2 separate regions of the Mus musculus genome follow, and region 1 is linked to region 2. The links are chromatin contacts, called in public Hi-C maps. All regions are on one chromosome and are shown on one strand. The core of a region is the stretch at or near the end of the contact, and the rest is flanking DNA. Distances in the headings are between cores, read along the strand shown. Region 1 has its middle 4.7 kb from the start of Gm51286. Region 2 has its middle 14 kb from the start of 1700019J19Rik.

Region 1 (7,390 bases), core at 2,314-4,813, 100 kb before region 2:
CAATATCAGAAAAGATATAAAAGGCAGAGGAGATTTGGTGGCTGATATAATAATTAGAAAAGCTACCCCAGTCGAAACCACATTTATGAAGAAGTTACTGCGCGGCTGAGGGAACAAACAGCCCTGTTGTACTAAGGAGAGCCTAGAACTGTAAGGAGCAGTGGCTCAGTCAATGTTCTGTGGCCTCAGACACACAAGCTGCACCTGGCTGCTGAACCCTGGCAGAACGTTTCTGGTCTCAGGGTAAAGAGGGAGATGTGCTATAAAGGCTGCAGTAAAGGCTGCAGGGACACCTAAGACATGTGCTGGATGGCACGGTTCAGAGTAGAATTTTGGAGCCATTTATAATCTGTATTCAGTCATATAGGTGCCCACTTGCACCCAGCAGCAGCTCACGCCTTGGTTCTCCATAGCTCAGTGTACATCCCTCCCCAGCCTGCCTACTTGTCTTTCTTTGTCCATCTAACAGAAGTGCAATTATTTTTCTAACATTAAAGACACATACCTCTCCCTCTCCGTTTAAATAATGCTTTGTAGCTGTGCATGGTGATGCAATCCTAGCATGTGGGATGTGGTGGAGTCAAGGAGGATCAGAAGTTCAAAGCCAGCCTTGGGTACATAAGGAATTGGAGGTCTGCATGGGCCGCATGATACCTTGTTTAACAAAAAAAAAAAAAAAACAAAAAAAAAAAAACAAAAAAAAAAACCCAAAAACAAAACCAACCAACCAACCAAACCAAACAAAACAAAACAAAAAAACCAAAACAAAATAAAAAACAGAGGAGAGAGAGGGAGGGAGGGAGGGAGGGAGAGAGGGAGGGAGGAGAGAGAAAGAGAGGGTCCTTTAGGACTAGGCTCTCTTATAATGTCAGACAAACCCTTGGGTCCCTGGTTCACCTCTGTATGGTTTGAATAAGTATCCATACAGATGTGAAATATATATTTAATATATTATGACCACATAGCAGTTAGGAACCATTCTTCTTAAAGTGGCACCTGTAGGAACAGTGGGGAGGGCACAAACTATTACAGATTGTCCAACTTCAGATTATACTGACCCAGGCAAACTGATATTTCTAGGCAAATTACCATATATGCTAAGCATCTATGTACGTGGGGGCTGATTTAATTTATCTTCTGGCTTATTTTAAGAGAAGAGTAGTGGAAGATAGTTTGTATTTATAAAAGTGTGTGTGTGTGTGTGTGTGTGTGTGCATGTGTGTTCCAGAGGACAAGCTCAGGTATTATTCCTCAGTGCTTTTTTGAGACAGAGTCTCTCATTGGCCCAGAACTCACCAAGTAGATTGGTCTGGCTGTCTCACAAGTCCGTGGTCTCTACCTCTCTGCCACTGGGATTATGACCACGGGCCACAAGGACCAGCTTTTTTTTCACATGGGTCCTGGGAGAATGAACTCATATTCTCGTGCTTGCCTGTCAAGCATTGTTTCCAAGACTTGTCACCCTGCATTTTGATTTTAGCAGATTGCAGGACCCATTTCTATGACTACAAGAGACCTCAGACTCCAAGAGAAGAAGAAAGCAGGGGCTATCAATTAGAGAGCTAACACTTGTGGTGTTTCAGCTGGAATGGTCTATGGTTGGTGGCTTGATGTAGGTTCCTGGACATACAATTATTCCCCACAAGGGCTCCAGCAGGTTCATGGCTCCGTGCCTGGTTTACATCCATAAAACATGATGATAATAGCACATGCCACCTACCTGCCTGTCCTGGGGTGTCTGAGGACAAGTTAACATTTGTACTCTGCTTTGAAACTGTGGGATGAAAGGTGTGAACGAACTACAAAGCAGAACTCTGCTTGGCGATCAGCACTTGCTTCTGAGCCACACTCTGGTCCTGGTGGAAGAAGGAAGGGTGGGCAGGAAAGGGGAGAGGCGGAGGACTGTGGACTGTCACCTTGGAGGAAAGCAGAGCTGAAGACTGCTAGGTGCAATCCGTTGTTGACAGGAGGGTGTGTGATCTGCTAAAAGCAAAAGAGAACAAAACAAACAAACAAACAAACAAAAAGCCAAAATGAAAATGGAGCCTCCCACTGGGGCATTGGAAGCTGAGGAGCTAGCCTCCTGCTCTGCCGTGCTCTCCCTGGCTACTACTTATCTTCCTGCTCTCTTTTCCTTCTGTGGGGTTACTGTCTCCAAGCAGAAACTAGAATATACTGTGATAAGGGTCCAGCCAGCCAAACGTAAGCCCTTAACATTTGCCCTTGTGTTTTGCCCTGCCTTGTATAATGATCCTTCTGGTGTGTGTGTGTGTGTGTGTAATTAAAACTTTACATACATAGTAAGAGTAGTCATTGTAGTGTTCCAAGCAGAATTGGTATTAGTAGATTCTTCTCCCACTCATCCTCCCCCCCACTCCCCTCCCCCAAACCGTAGCCTCTTCCCATAACCTCCGACCCACTTTGATGTCATGGGTCCATTTGCTCTGATCCCCCTCTTCAGCATCTTTTTGATCCTGTCTTCATCTCCTTCCTAGGTTTTGTGTGTGTGTGTGTGTGTGTGTGTGTGTGTGTGTGCTTTACACACACTTACATACACGTGTCAGACTAGGCTTAGCATATGAGAGAGAATGTGGTTCTTGTCGTTTTTGAGGCTGAGTCACCTCAGTATAGTCCTTTTCATTTCCATTAAGTTTCCCCAGATTTTCATCTCACCTCCAGTGCAGCTGAATACAACCCCACTGTGTATGTGTATATTTTCGTCATCTCGTCCTCTGTTGATGGCTGATCCCATCTCCTTGCTATTGTGAATCCAGCAGCACGAAGCCTGGTGTGCAGATCTCTTTGTGGTAGTATGTGGAGTCCTTTGGGTCTATGCCCAGGAGTGGTATTGCTGGATCATATTTTAATTAGAAACTTCCTAGTGATTTTCCTAATGATTGCACCAGTTTGCATTCCTGACAGCAGTGAATTAGAGCTGCCCTCTCCTCACATCTTCCCCAGATGTTGTCAGTTTTCTCGACACCAGCCACTCTAACTGGAATAAGACAGAATCTCAATGTCGTTTTAATTTGAAATTCCCTGAATGATTGTTGAGATCAGACTAAACCCTGTTCTAAGTTGCTCAATGTTCTATAAGACTGTGTTTTCTAAGACAAAAAAAAAAAAGACAGCTGGGAAATATATTTATTCTGGTATACATAAAACCTCAAGTTGCCTGATGTAGTCAGAGCTCTGCTTATCTCCATAAGGAAAGCCTGAAGTCACACAAGCAAACAAGAAAGCTGAAACTCCACACAGTTGATACAGTGGCTTGCTTTTTCTCTGGTGCTTCGTCTGAGTTATGGGGAGGAGTGGTGGGAGGGTCATGTTCAGAACATCTTCAAATTCTCAGGCTCGCTGAACTAAAGAACCACAGCACGACATTACTGTGCTGCCCGCACACTAGGGGATATCAAGTTCACCCCTACCATCCCGTTTGTCAGTGTTGCTGTTAATAAGCTGTCCAAGGAGCCAGCCCCCCGCCCCTGCAACTCTAAAGGTATTCATCATCTTCAAGCACTACGATTATTGGCCAGAAAAAAAAAAATAGTAGTGGCTCTGGCAGCCAGCCAGGAGCAGCTCCATAGCTGCCCCTTCACTTTGCATCTGTTCTCTGACCTCTTTAGCTCACCAAGCTGCCACGTGCTATTTCTCTTCAGGCTGTTAATAAAATAGGTGCATGAGCGTGCACGAGCATGCACATGCACACACACAAATACACACACACACACACACACACACACACACACACTCCAGAGATCTTAACAGAAAACAAGTCCATGCTTGTGGGGAGCCTAGACAGGCCAGGGAAGCAAGGCTGTGGTGGCTGAGCCGTGAACTTTCAGTTTCCTATCCTGCCAGATGGTTTCCACCTCCATTTCAGTTCCAGAATGCCTTAAAGCTCAGGGCTAGCAGCCTGCCTACCTTAGTGACATCTGTGTTTCTAGGAAGCCAGTCTTCTGCAAGTCCCTTCCCAGCCTGCTTCCTCTGGCAGGGCACCACTGCCTTTGTCAGAGGTCTCAATGGAAGCTCCTTAAAAAGCAATACTCACAAGTGAAGGGACACTCACAGCCTATGTGTCTTTTGCAGTTGACAGCAATTTCAGGGAAGACACTAACTCACTTGACTCCTCAGCACAAGATTAGTAGCAATCCCACTCCTGGTTGAGGTAATGAACCTGGGTGCTCTGAAGAGGGCATGCGCACTGAGGATCTGAGACTTGTCTCTTTTCCCTTCCCAGAGTAGCTCTGGTCCCTTTCCACCTACATCATTCAGAGCAGCTGTGTTTGCTGAACTGTCCCATGGAGTGGGAGGCCTAGAAAGTGTTTGTCACCTCTGTGAACACAGTGTGTCTCAAACACAGTAGGTTCTAGAGACTGTTTGCAGAATGGATGAATGAATGGATGAATGAATGAATGAATGAATGAATGAATGAACAGAGGTGTGTTTATCAAGCCCACCCACACCGCAATCAGTTTCTAACAGGTTCTCAGCAGTTGACCAAGCCTGGTGCCCTCTGACAGTGGTACAGGGTCCTTCACCTTGCAGGGTCTCATTCATCTCCTGTCTTCACACTGGGTACTGGTCCTTTGCATCCTTCTAGGGGCTGAGCCAAGACAGCTGCTTTTCCACTCTGGTCTTTTCCCAGTTGAATCCCTGCTTTTATCCACCCACCCCCACCCCACCCTGTGAAACCTTTCCACCTGGCTCGAAGCCAGAGAGGCCTCTAAGTCACACTCAGAATTTCCATGACAGTAAACAGACTAAAAAAACCCCAAAGCTTCCCAGACTCTGAGAGGTCTCTTCCAATCCCACCGTGCCTGGCAGCATCCTCCCCGCACCCCACTTTAATACAGGCCTGTGGAAGGTCAATGACTCCTTTAAAAATAAAGGCGTGGTGGCTGAGTGCCCAGCTAGAACCAGCTGACAGTGCAGTTCTGTACAGCCAGCCCTCTCTTCTCTGCAGCAGCCTCCAGGCAATCTTTTCTCTAAGGTCTGCAATCTATTATGCTACAGTTAACTGCCACATTCAAATGTAAAAACAGATCCTTGGATCAACACCCCATAAAAAGCCAAGAAAAACGTGGTGGTGTTCTTTCCTGGCTTGAGCTTAGAGATTTGCAAGGGGAGAATCCTGGGCCAGAGAGGGCCAGGTGCCCTTGCTGGTTCACTGTAACTCCAGCAAGTTAGAGTCCCGGCACGCTGCAGCACTTCTAGGCATTGGCACCCTTGCTGGGGAGAGGAGGAGCAAGAGATGCCAGAGGACCAGTGACCAAAGTCCTGCACAGGAGCAGAGAGTGGAGCAGAGAGTGCTGGCTAGAGGCCTGCCAGCGCTTTCGTTTCACCCAGCTCCCTCTTTGATTCCGGTCTGGACTGGATCATCCTCGAAGATGGCTCTTTTAGACCTCCGCTCAAAACCTGCTACCCAGCTAAAATACAGATGTTTTCTTAAAACAAAGAACCATCACGCCTGCGGCGCGGAGAGCCTGGCTGCGCGCGCCGAAACACAGATTTTCATGCTTCCATGGACATGACTTGCTTTGCTGCACAAAATGAAAAAAAAAAAAAAAGTTTGTTAGGAAAGATCATAGGTGCATTTGAAGCTTTGGAAGAAAGCTGCTTTTATTCCCATTCCTGTGAGCTCCTTACCTTCCTCCCGAGCCTTGGGAGCAGTAAGCATAAAGTGGCAAGGATATTCTAATAACCAGATTTAATCTGTTCGCCAGGCAGTTGCTATAGCCACGCCCGTCTCCTTACACCTGTAGGCTGCTGCTCGTCCTGTGTCTGCCTGGCTGGACCAGCTGTTGCCCACCAGCTCTTGAGATCACAGTTTCTCTTCTGTGCCTTAAGAAGGTTTGATACCTTGTTACCACAGATATACATTTCCCCCATATTTTCCCTCTTCACCTGTTTTTTAACGAGTATTTGGGTTGTTTCTCTATATTGGCCATTATAAATAATCCAGAGTTTACATTTAATCCAAATGCAATCAGAGTTAAATATGCAACCTGCTCTTGGTGCAGAACTTGAATTCATTGTGTGGCCCACGTGGCCATGGTCAGGTCCCAGTTTCTATACTGTCTCTTGTTCCGTGAGGGTAGCTTAGTACACATGGGGCACACAGAGTATGTGTCAAATGGGTACAAAGACAAATTGGAAAGCAGGTTCTACAACAGTTTCAGTCGTAGTGGAGAACCCAAGAAAGACGACAGTGCCAAAGGCATGCTGCCTCCTGCTTTGGAGACTCGAGGGAAAGAAGCGATCACTTTAACACCAGCATGGGCCTGCTTAGGGCTGTGCAGAGAGCCTTGACCTTACACCGCTGTCCAAGTGACCCCATCTGCCCTGTGTTGTCTGAAGAAAGGTTTGTGTCACCCTTGTCTGCCATTTTCTCCCACATTCTCTTGTGTAGTGGTCTTCAAGCCAAGTTCCCCACCTGAAGTTATTTCAGCTAATGTCTATTTCCTGTCTGGACTTCTTCAAAAGGGAGATGAGCTGTGTGACGAAAAGGACGGTGCCTGCTGCTTTATTGTGATGTTTTCAAATGTTTAGAATAATGTCTAGCATATAGCAATTATACAATAAAGAGTTATTGAACGAACAGTGAATGACTCCTCCGGGGCTGGATGGCGGGTTTCCCTGAGAGATCCAATCAATAGACTGTGGGTCAGAAAGGCAGAGCTCAGGGGGAGGGGCTCAGAAGGCTCCACCTCTCTTTGATACTCTGTGTAGTTAAGGATTGCAGAGGGAGGAAGAGGTTTTTTTTTCAATGGTGAAGATACTGGTGAGATGCCCACACTCCTGTGAGTAGCTTCTTACTCATGCTTCTGGAGTAGCCCTAATTAAACTCACTGGGACACACACACACACACACACACACACACACACACACACACACACACAGAGTTCTGCCCAGTTGTGTGTTTACTTCTGTTTCTCTGTCTGGGTCCTTCAATGCCTCCCACAATCAGCCCTGGGAAGTCTAGCTTTGTGGTCTATGCAACAGGTGCTGAGCTGCTGTCCCTCTCTTCTGGCTTTCCTAGTCATTTCTGATGATGCAGGCTGGGGACTGTGGTCACAGACATGCTGACACACTCTTGCTAGCCTGTTCCTGCTAAGCCTGTTCTCTTAAGCATCCTCACACCAAACAACTGGAGCATGCCACACCCACAGGGCACTGCCTCCTCTGGGTTGAATAGCTTAGGCTGGTCCTAATCGCCCTGAGATGCTGCTACCTGGCTCAAGGATTCTCTCCTACCATCTGTTTTCCACTCAGTCTCACACAAAGGCAGCAGGGTCAGCTGGTCTGAGTTCAGTGGTTTGCATTTTCTAGCCTGGACAGACAGATTTATCCTCCCGAGGGACCTGAGTAATGCCACACCCTACCTAC
Region 2 (7,420 bases), core at 4,364-6,863:
CTCATCAGGTTATATATTTCATTCTGCTTTAAGTACAGGTGTCTCTATGTCTTTGATGAACAGAAATCCCTCTGGGTATCTGTAGAGAGAATATCTTATGTATTACATGGATGTATGTAGTGTGTAATTATTAAAAAACAATGCATGCTATTGCTGGTTAGGCACCAGTGGTCTTGGTCTGTTCCCAGCCCGGTGCATAGTCCAAGACCACATGTTTCTCCTAGTCAATGCCTCTCCCACAAACACCAGCTCTGCCTCCCCAGAGCTTCAAGATCTCTCTCTCAGTAATCTATCACCTGTCAATTACAAAACCTATGGCCTATAGGAAAGGGTAGAATAGGAAGTGGGACATTGAGGAGGCAAAAAGAATTCTGGAATAGAGCCAGGCATGGGATAGTCACCTAGTAAAATGTGACAAGACAAACGTACATATGGTACCTGAGCACAGGTTACCAGCCACATGGCAGAATGTAGGTTAAATGGGTTGTTTCAAGTTATGATCTAGTCAGAGAAGAGCCTAGCTATATGGCCAAGGTATTTGTAAATATATTTTGAGTCTGAGTCATATTTCTGGGAGCATGGGTCTGGGAGGAAGAACCAGACCAAACTTCTACAAGTATCTCATTGCAGATGTATATTCTGGTTTGTAGACTCACTTTTTACTTTAAAACAATATTTTATTTTTTCCTTTGTGTGTATATATGTGTGTGCAGTTACTTACAGAAGCCAGAAGAGGAGCTAGTCCCATAGAGCTAGACTTACAGTTGTTCTTGACATGGGTGGGAACTGAATTTTGTTCCTCCATAAGAGCATCTCTGTAAGAAAGAGCACCTTAACTTCTGACATCTCTCCAGCCCTTACTTTTCCGAACAGAGAAGGTATTTTCTCTTGTAAGGAACATAATTCTCAAGTTGATTATAATTGAATTTATCAATCTTTCATTATAGTTCCTATGCAATATTAGCAATTCTACACAGACCTGAAATTGTACAGATGTTTTATATATTTAAATAGCCTTCCCTTGCATGTGTGTGTGTGTGTGTGTGCAGGATGTGTGTGTGTGTGTGCAGGATGTGTGTGTGTGTGCAGGATGTGTGTGTGTGTGTGTGTGTGTGTGTGTGTGTGTGTGTGCAGGATGTGTGTGTGTGTGTGCAGGATGTGTGTGTGTGCAGGATGTGTGTGTGTGTGTGTGTGTGTGTGTGCAGGATGTGTGTGTGTGTGTGTGTGTGTGTGTGTGTGTGTGTGTAGGATGTGTGTGTGTGTGTGTGTGTGCAGGATGTGTATGTGTGTGTGTGCAGGATGTGTGTGTGTGTGTGCAGGATGTGTGTGTGTGTGTGTGTGCCGAATGCAGCTCCCCATGCTTGCTCAGCAAGCACTGCACGTAGCTTTTGTTTGATAAGTTAGTAGGTTCACCTACTAACCCACCTCCCTTGATAGCTTTGTGGTTAATAAGTTAGTAGGTGTAACGTATCCCCTTGTGCCTTTCATTTACCTGGTGATCAAAGACACTAAGTACCTTGTCATGTGTCACTTGCATAAGTTACATTGTTAAATAAACAATGACTTATTTAGGAGGGGGTGTTGTTTATCAACTGAATCATAGGAATTTTCTACATATTCTACTTTTAAATTATTTATCAGATCTATGTACTCAAACAGTATTCCTAACCCACCTCCCTTGATAGCATCACAGTATTCTTAGTCCTAGAGTCAGCAGAGGTCTCTAATGAAGTCCAATATTGTCTTTCGGGGTATAGCTTTTTGTTACTCAATATTCAACTACTCGAAAGCCCAGAAATATCATCGTCTCAGGTTTTCTTCTGAAATCCAGTTTCCATTTATGTTTTGATTTGTGACATATCCAGAGTTGACCTTGTGTGTGGTACAAGGAGCAGAAGTTCTTGTTTTAGTTTCCCTTCCCTGGATTAGTTGCCCTGTTCCAGCATTACATATTTAAAACACCATCTTCTCTCTACTGTGGATCTGCTGAAAGTCAGAGAGATGACCATGAGTCTGTTTCTCTACTCTTAATTTTACCCCACTGCCATAGCTGACTGACATGGCCACTTAGCCTTATGTGTCTTCCATACAGAAGCTTGGCTTCTGTGATGCTATGATTGGCCTAAGGTATGGAGATCACAAGCTCGCTGGGCACATCCAAAATTCTTTTGGCTGCTCAAGTTCATCACCTTGAATAAAGTCTGCACACCTCAGCATATAAGTATGTACTGGGATTACATCAAGGCTGTAGATAAGTAGGAGGGAGCTTGTCTCTTTACTCAGTCTCTGTTTCTAAAGATGATGTACCACCCCACATGGTTTAGATCCTCGCAGCAATATTTTGAAATTTTCACAACTGAATGTCTTTTGGTAAGAAAGATATGTTCTGGGGCATTTGTTTTGCTTTTGTTTGTTTGCTTGTTTATGTGTTTGTTTTGTTTTATAGGGAATAGTACTATAGGTGGTATCTATGATTCCCATTTTTCCTTGCTTGCTTCAGCATACAAGAATCTCCTTGCTTTTTCGCATAGATTACTTCTCCTGAAACTGTAGAAACCTTATGACTGTGGCAACGAGCTGGTCAAACAAGCTTTTAGGAAGGACGTTTAAGTAAATTGTTGGTGGCATGTCACTTAGATGCATCCCTGGGGAGACATGAGCCTTCCTCTGCACAGAACTACAGATGCTTCTGTCAGCCTTTGCTGAGCACCTGCACACTTGCTCCTATAAGCAAATGAACCTGGAGATGAAGGGCTTCCAACCCATGCATAGCCAGCCTAGGAGAGCACGTGCACTTCATTCTGGCCAGAAGCTCAGCTGCACCTACCTGTGAAGACTGGGTAAACACTCTCAATGCCAGAGCTCTGTGCACATGAGGAATTGCTAGCATGGTGGATGTGTGGTAGGAGAGCCTACCCTTGTTTGTTGGAAACAAAGCTTAATTCCAAGGGTTCTCATTTACAGACAAGTTTCTCGATGACTGGTTGCTTCTTTCATCTCAACTTTCTGGCAATGGCCCAGGAATCTGACAGTCTTTAATCCTGCGGTATCTTCCTTTGCCCTCTATGCCTCTATCTTCCTCAATCATTTGGTTGCTCTTGGGAGAACTTCCAGCTTCCCTTTCCGTGTCTTTTAAATGAACACTTCACAACTCTACACTCCTTGTTACACTAAAGCAGATAGATGTTTTGATTGAAAGCTTTTCATTTCCGGAGAAAACGGAGGAACATAAAAACAACCTCACTATAATCATCTGCTTCTTGGTAATTTACCTTCTAATTTTGTTAAGTATAACTTAATGCTCTTCTTTGCCATGATTTAAAAATTCAAAAGAAATTGTGTCCTGAACAATAACAAACCTTACAAAGGCAGAACATAAATATTTTCAAACTCTGAATGCCAAGGTCCTGACCTGCCCCTTCCTACCAGTTAAAACTTGCTTCTTTAAAAACATCATTTGCAAAGTGTCCTTATCAATTTTAAAAAAGATATGGATGAGATTTACTGAAACCTTGAAACAATGCATATTGTATAGGATTTTATAAGAGGGATATTTCTTAAATCTTGACTTACTTGTAAGTCACCATATGTAGCTTGGACAGTGTTAACATTTACAGGATTTTTCAAAGCTAAGCTCCATGATAAAAACTTACTTCACAAATACTCTCTAAAGAAAGCTAGGAAATCTTTGCTGTGACCTCTCAGAGGGTCCTCAAGGTGACCAAACTCACCCAGCATTTGGTGCTAAGTGCACTAACCCTGAAAGAAGTTTAGTGACTTGTGAAGTTACACAGGGAATTAGATCTCAGTTTGGATGCAAACCATGTTTCTTGCTTGCTCAGCGCAGACCTCTTTCTCTCTCCACCTTGGGATCTTGTTTTCCTAGCAGGACTCTGGGGCCTCCACCAGCCCTGTTATACTGCCCACCTGGTCCTGCCAGCCTCCATCAGTGCTTTGACTCTTTCAAATCATCATGTCCTGCCCATTTTCTCTGGACCCTGATCCCAGAGGTCCTAACTGGGGTCAAAGTTGAATCTGAAAATCCTTTATTAAACTGATTATTAATGACAGTTTATGGCTCAATATACTATCCCTTATTTAGAGCTGCTTCAGTAAGTTACTCCATAGAGACAACTAACAAGAATGGTCCCTTGAGTTAAATTAATTGACTTCTCTGTATGTGCCAGGCATTAGGCTCAGAATTCTCTGTAAATCATGTCAAGGATCCTGTGCACACTGTCATTATCTCACTTGAGTAATGAGTTACAAACGAACATGCCCAATGAATGATGCGTTTAGAGACAGGTGGGGTTATCCTGCCCCACTTTGACTGATATCACTTAGAGAGCAGCTTGATGTCCTGGGCATGTGGCCAGCAAATGAGAGAAGCCTGCACTGTGTGCCAGCGTCCCCAGCTGCTGGCTCAGCGAGTGTCCTTGCATTGTGCTCAGTGTCCAGCAGTGAAAAGAGCTGGCTGGGTAGGATTGTCCTAAACTGTTCTACTGCCCAGGATCTCACTCAGAAGTTGCTTACAAGGCCAGGGTGATCCAGTGCTCCAAAACGTGTTGTTTGCCAGGGACCTGGGAGGAAGGCCCAGGTTACAGACCGCCTTCTTTTTAAATTATTATTTTATTTTAGTTGTTGTTGATGATGATGTTGTTGAAAAATGGGTTTTTGTTCATATACTGTATCCTGGTTGCAGTTCCTACTCTCTCTACTCCTCCAAATTCCTCCTTCCTCCACTTCTTCCAGTTCCTCCTCCCTCTACTCCTCCCAGTTCCTCCTCCCTCTACTCCTCCCATTACCTCTTCCCTCTACTCCTCCCAGTTCCTCCTCCCTCTACTCCTCCCAGTTCCTCCTCCCTCTATTCCTCCCAGTTCCTCCTCCCTCTACTCCTCCCAGATCCTCCTCCCTCTACTCCTCCCATTAACTCCTCCCTCTACTCCTCCCATTACCTCCTCTCTCTACTCCTCCCAGTTCCTCCTCCCTCTACTCCTCCCAGTTCCTCCTCCCTCTACTCCTCCCATTACCTCTTCCCTCCACTCCTCCCATTACCCCTCTCTCTACTCCTCCCTACTTCTCCTCCTTCTACTCCTCCCTATTTCTCCTCTTTCTACTCCTCCCTATTTCTCCCTACCTCTTTTCCCATCAGGATCCATCTCATTTCTGCCTCTCATTAAGAAACAAACAGGCTTCTTAAGGGATAATAATAAAATAGAATAATGAGACCGGTTCATCTGCACACTCACGAATTTCATGCAAACCTTAAACTGGAAGCCACAGTATATATGAAAAAGACCTGTATGATAAAAAGAGAGAAAAAATAAACATAAAGAATTAAATTAGGATTAAAAAGAAGATAATTCAAAAAAAAAAACAAAAACAACCACAAAACCCCCAGCACCCTGATGAGACGTTGTGAGACAAGGAACCTCAACTGTTACCACTGAGTTCATTTTCTGTTGGCATTTACTGCTGGGCACGCAGCCACCTTAGTCATAATTAGTTTCCCTAGTGAGACTTCCTTGGAGGAAACTAAATTGCAAGTGGTTATCAAATGGGTTGATAACTTCTGGGTTAGTGATGACGCCATGTGTCCACTTCTCCTTTCAGTTCTAAGACCCCACGTGGCACAGAGCCATGCAGGCCTCATGCACGCTGCTTCTATCTTTGTGAGCTTATATGTGCGTGGATTCTGTTGATTTAGAGGGCCTCATTTCTTGGTGTCCTCCATTATCTCTGTCCCTTACACTCTTTCTGCCCCCTCTACCACAGCCCTGAGGGGAGGAATTTGATGGAGATGTGCTGTTAAAGCATGAGTGTTCCACACTCCCACTCTCTGGATGGTATGTGGCTGTGGGTCTCTGATTTTCCCTTCTTCTCTAGGGAGAAACCTCTCTGAGGACGCTTGGGCAAGGCACAGAGTTACGAGTATAGCAGAGTGTCATTGAGGGCTATACTACTGCTTTGTTCTTTTTTTTTTTAATTTTTTATTAGGTATTTAGCTCATTTACATTTCCAATGCTATACCAAAAGTCCCCCATACCCACCCACCCCCACTCCCCTACCCACCCACTCCCCCTTTTTGGCCCTGGCGTTCCCCTGTACTGGGGCATATAAATTTTGCGTGTCCAATGGGCCTCTCTTTCCAGTGATGGCCGACTAGGCCATCTTTTGATACATATGCAGCTAGAGTCAAGAGCTCTGGGGTACTGGTTAGTTCTAGAACAAAGATCTAGTATCTAGTATTTTGTTTTACCCTATGTTCCTGGGCTGTCTAGTCTCAGGTTCTTGGTGACACAAGCAGTGCTTCATTTAGTGACAAGAGATGGCTAGTTGGAGTTCTTTCTTCACCATTATTTCATGATTTCTTTTAGATCATGTTCATCTATGAGTATATTTTAGGAAGCTTCAATTGTATTAGGTTTTAATAAATTTTAACTGTTTCTTCCCATATTCCTTTCCTTTCCAGCCCTCCCCTATCCATTGATAACTATCTATCCTATTTCCTTTAGCCACGGAAATGGATCTGTATCCTAGCCCCTTACTCTATGCCTAATCTCTGAGGGTCTATGGATTTTAGCCTGATTATCATTGACTTAACAGATAAAATCTACATATAAACTAATGCATACTATATTTGTCTTTCTTGGTCTGGGTTACCTCATTCAAGATGATTTTTTTTTCTAGTTTCATCAATTTGTCTGTGAATTTCATTGTGGTAGATCAATTCCCATCTACACTGATTTCCAAAGTAGCTGTACAAGTTTTCATTCCCACCAGCAGTGGACGAGTGCTCCCCCCTACTCTACATCCTTGATAGCATGAGCTCTCATTTTTTGTTTTTTTGTTGTTTGGTTTGGTTTGGTTTTTTTTTTTTTTTTATCTTAAACTCTCTAACAGCTGTAAGATGAAATCTCAAAGTAGTTTTCATTTGTACTTCCTTTATGGCTAATGATACTGAAAATTTCTTAATATGTTTCTCAGCCATTTGAGTTGTTTCTTTTGAGAAATCTCTATTTAGATCTGTACCCCATTTTTAATAGTTTTGTTGTTGTTTGTTTGTTTGATATCTACTTTTTCGAGTTCTTTGTATACTTTGGATATTAGCCCTCTATTAGATGTGGAGTTGGAAAAACAACAACAACAAAAAAACCAACCTTTCCTATTGTATGGCCAGCTGTTTTGTCCAAATGACAGTAACCTTTGCTGTTCAGAATTAGACTATGTTTATGAGGTCCCATTTATTAATTATTGATCTTAGTGCCTATGCTGAAGGTGTTCTGTTTGGAAAGCCTGTGCCAATGAGTCCAAGGCTAATCCCCACTTTATCTTCTATCAGGTTCCATGTATCTGTTTTATGTTGAGGTCTTTGTTCCTTTTGAAGTTGAGTTTTGTGGATGGGTAATTATGGATCTAT

Evidence for each region. A called contact is a pair of places that touch in the nucleus more often than the background predicts.
Region 1: a Hi-C map of pre-pro-B cells shows a contact between it and region 2, with 1.7 times the contacts expected there. The contact joins two enhancer-like sites. A contact is called at or near these places in 1 of 15 datasets of contacts at CTCF or cohesin (CD8 T cells), 10 of 484 Hi-C or Micro-C datasets (Th1 cells, muscle stem cells, nephron progenitors and 4 more) and 3 of 115 datasets of contacts at active chromatin or transcription factors (the 230-238 cell line, CD8 T cells and stem cell-derived neural progenitor cells).

What each region holds. Positions count from the first base shown.
Region 1 is chr9:14,171,689-14,179,078 of GRCm38.p6, reverse strand. No RefSeq gene overlaps it. Among named protein-coding and RNA genes, the nearest start is that of Gm51286, 4.7 kb to the left of the region's middle. Within about 2 kb of position 3,563, at least 171 of the 459 cell types and tissues checked have an H3K27ac peak or open chromatin away from gene starts, as enhancers often do. A contact at or near this core is called in muscle stem cells and pre-pro-B cells, where this site is marked.
Region 2 is chr9:14,072,569-14,079,988 of GRCm38.p6, reverse strand. No RefSeq gene overlaps it. Among named protein-coding and RNA genes, the nearest start is that of 1700019J19Rik, 14 kb to the left of the region's middle. Within about 2 kb of position 5,613, at least 62 of the 459 cell types and tissues checked have an H3K27ac peak or open chromatin away from gene starts, as enhancers often do. A contact at or near this core is called in muscle stem cells and pre-pro-B cells, where this site is marked.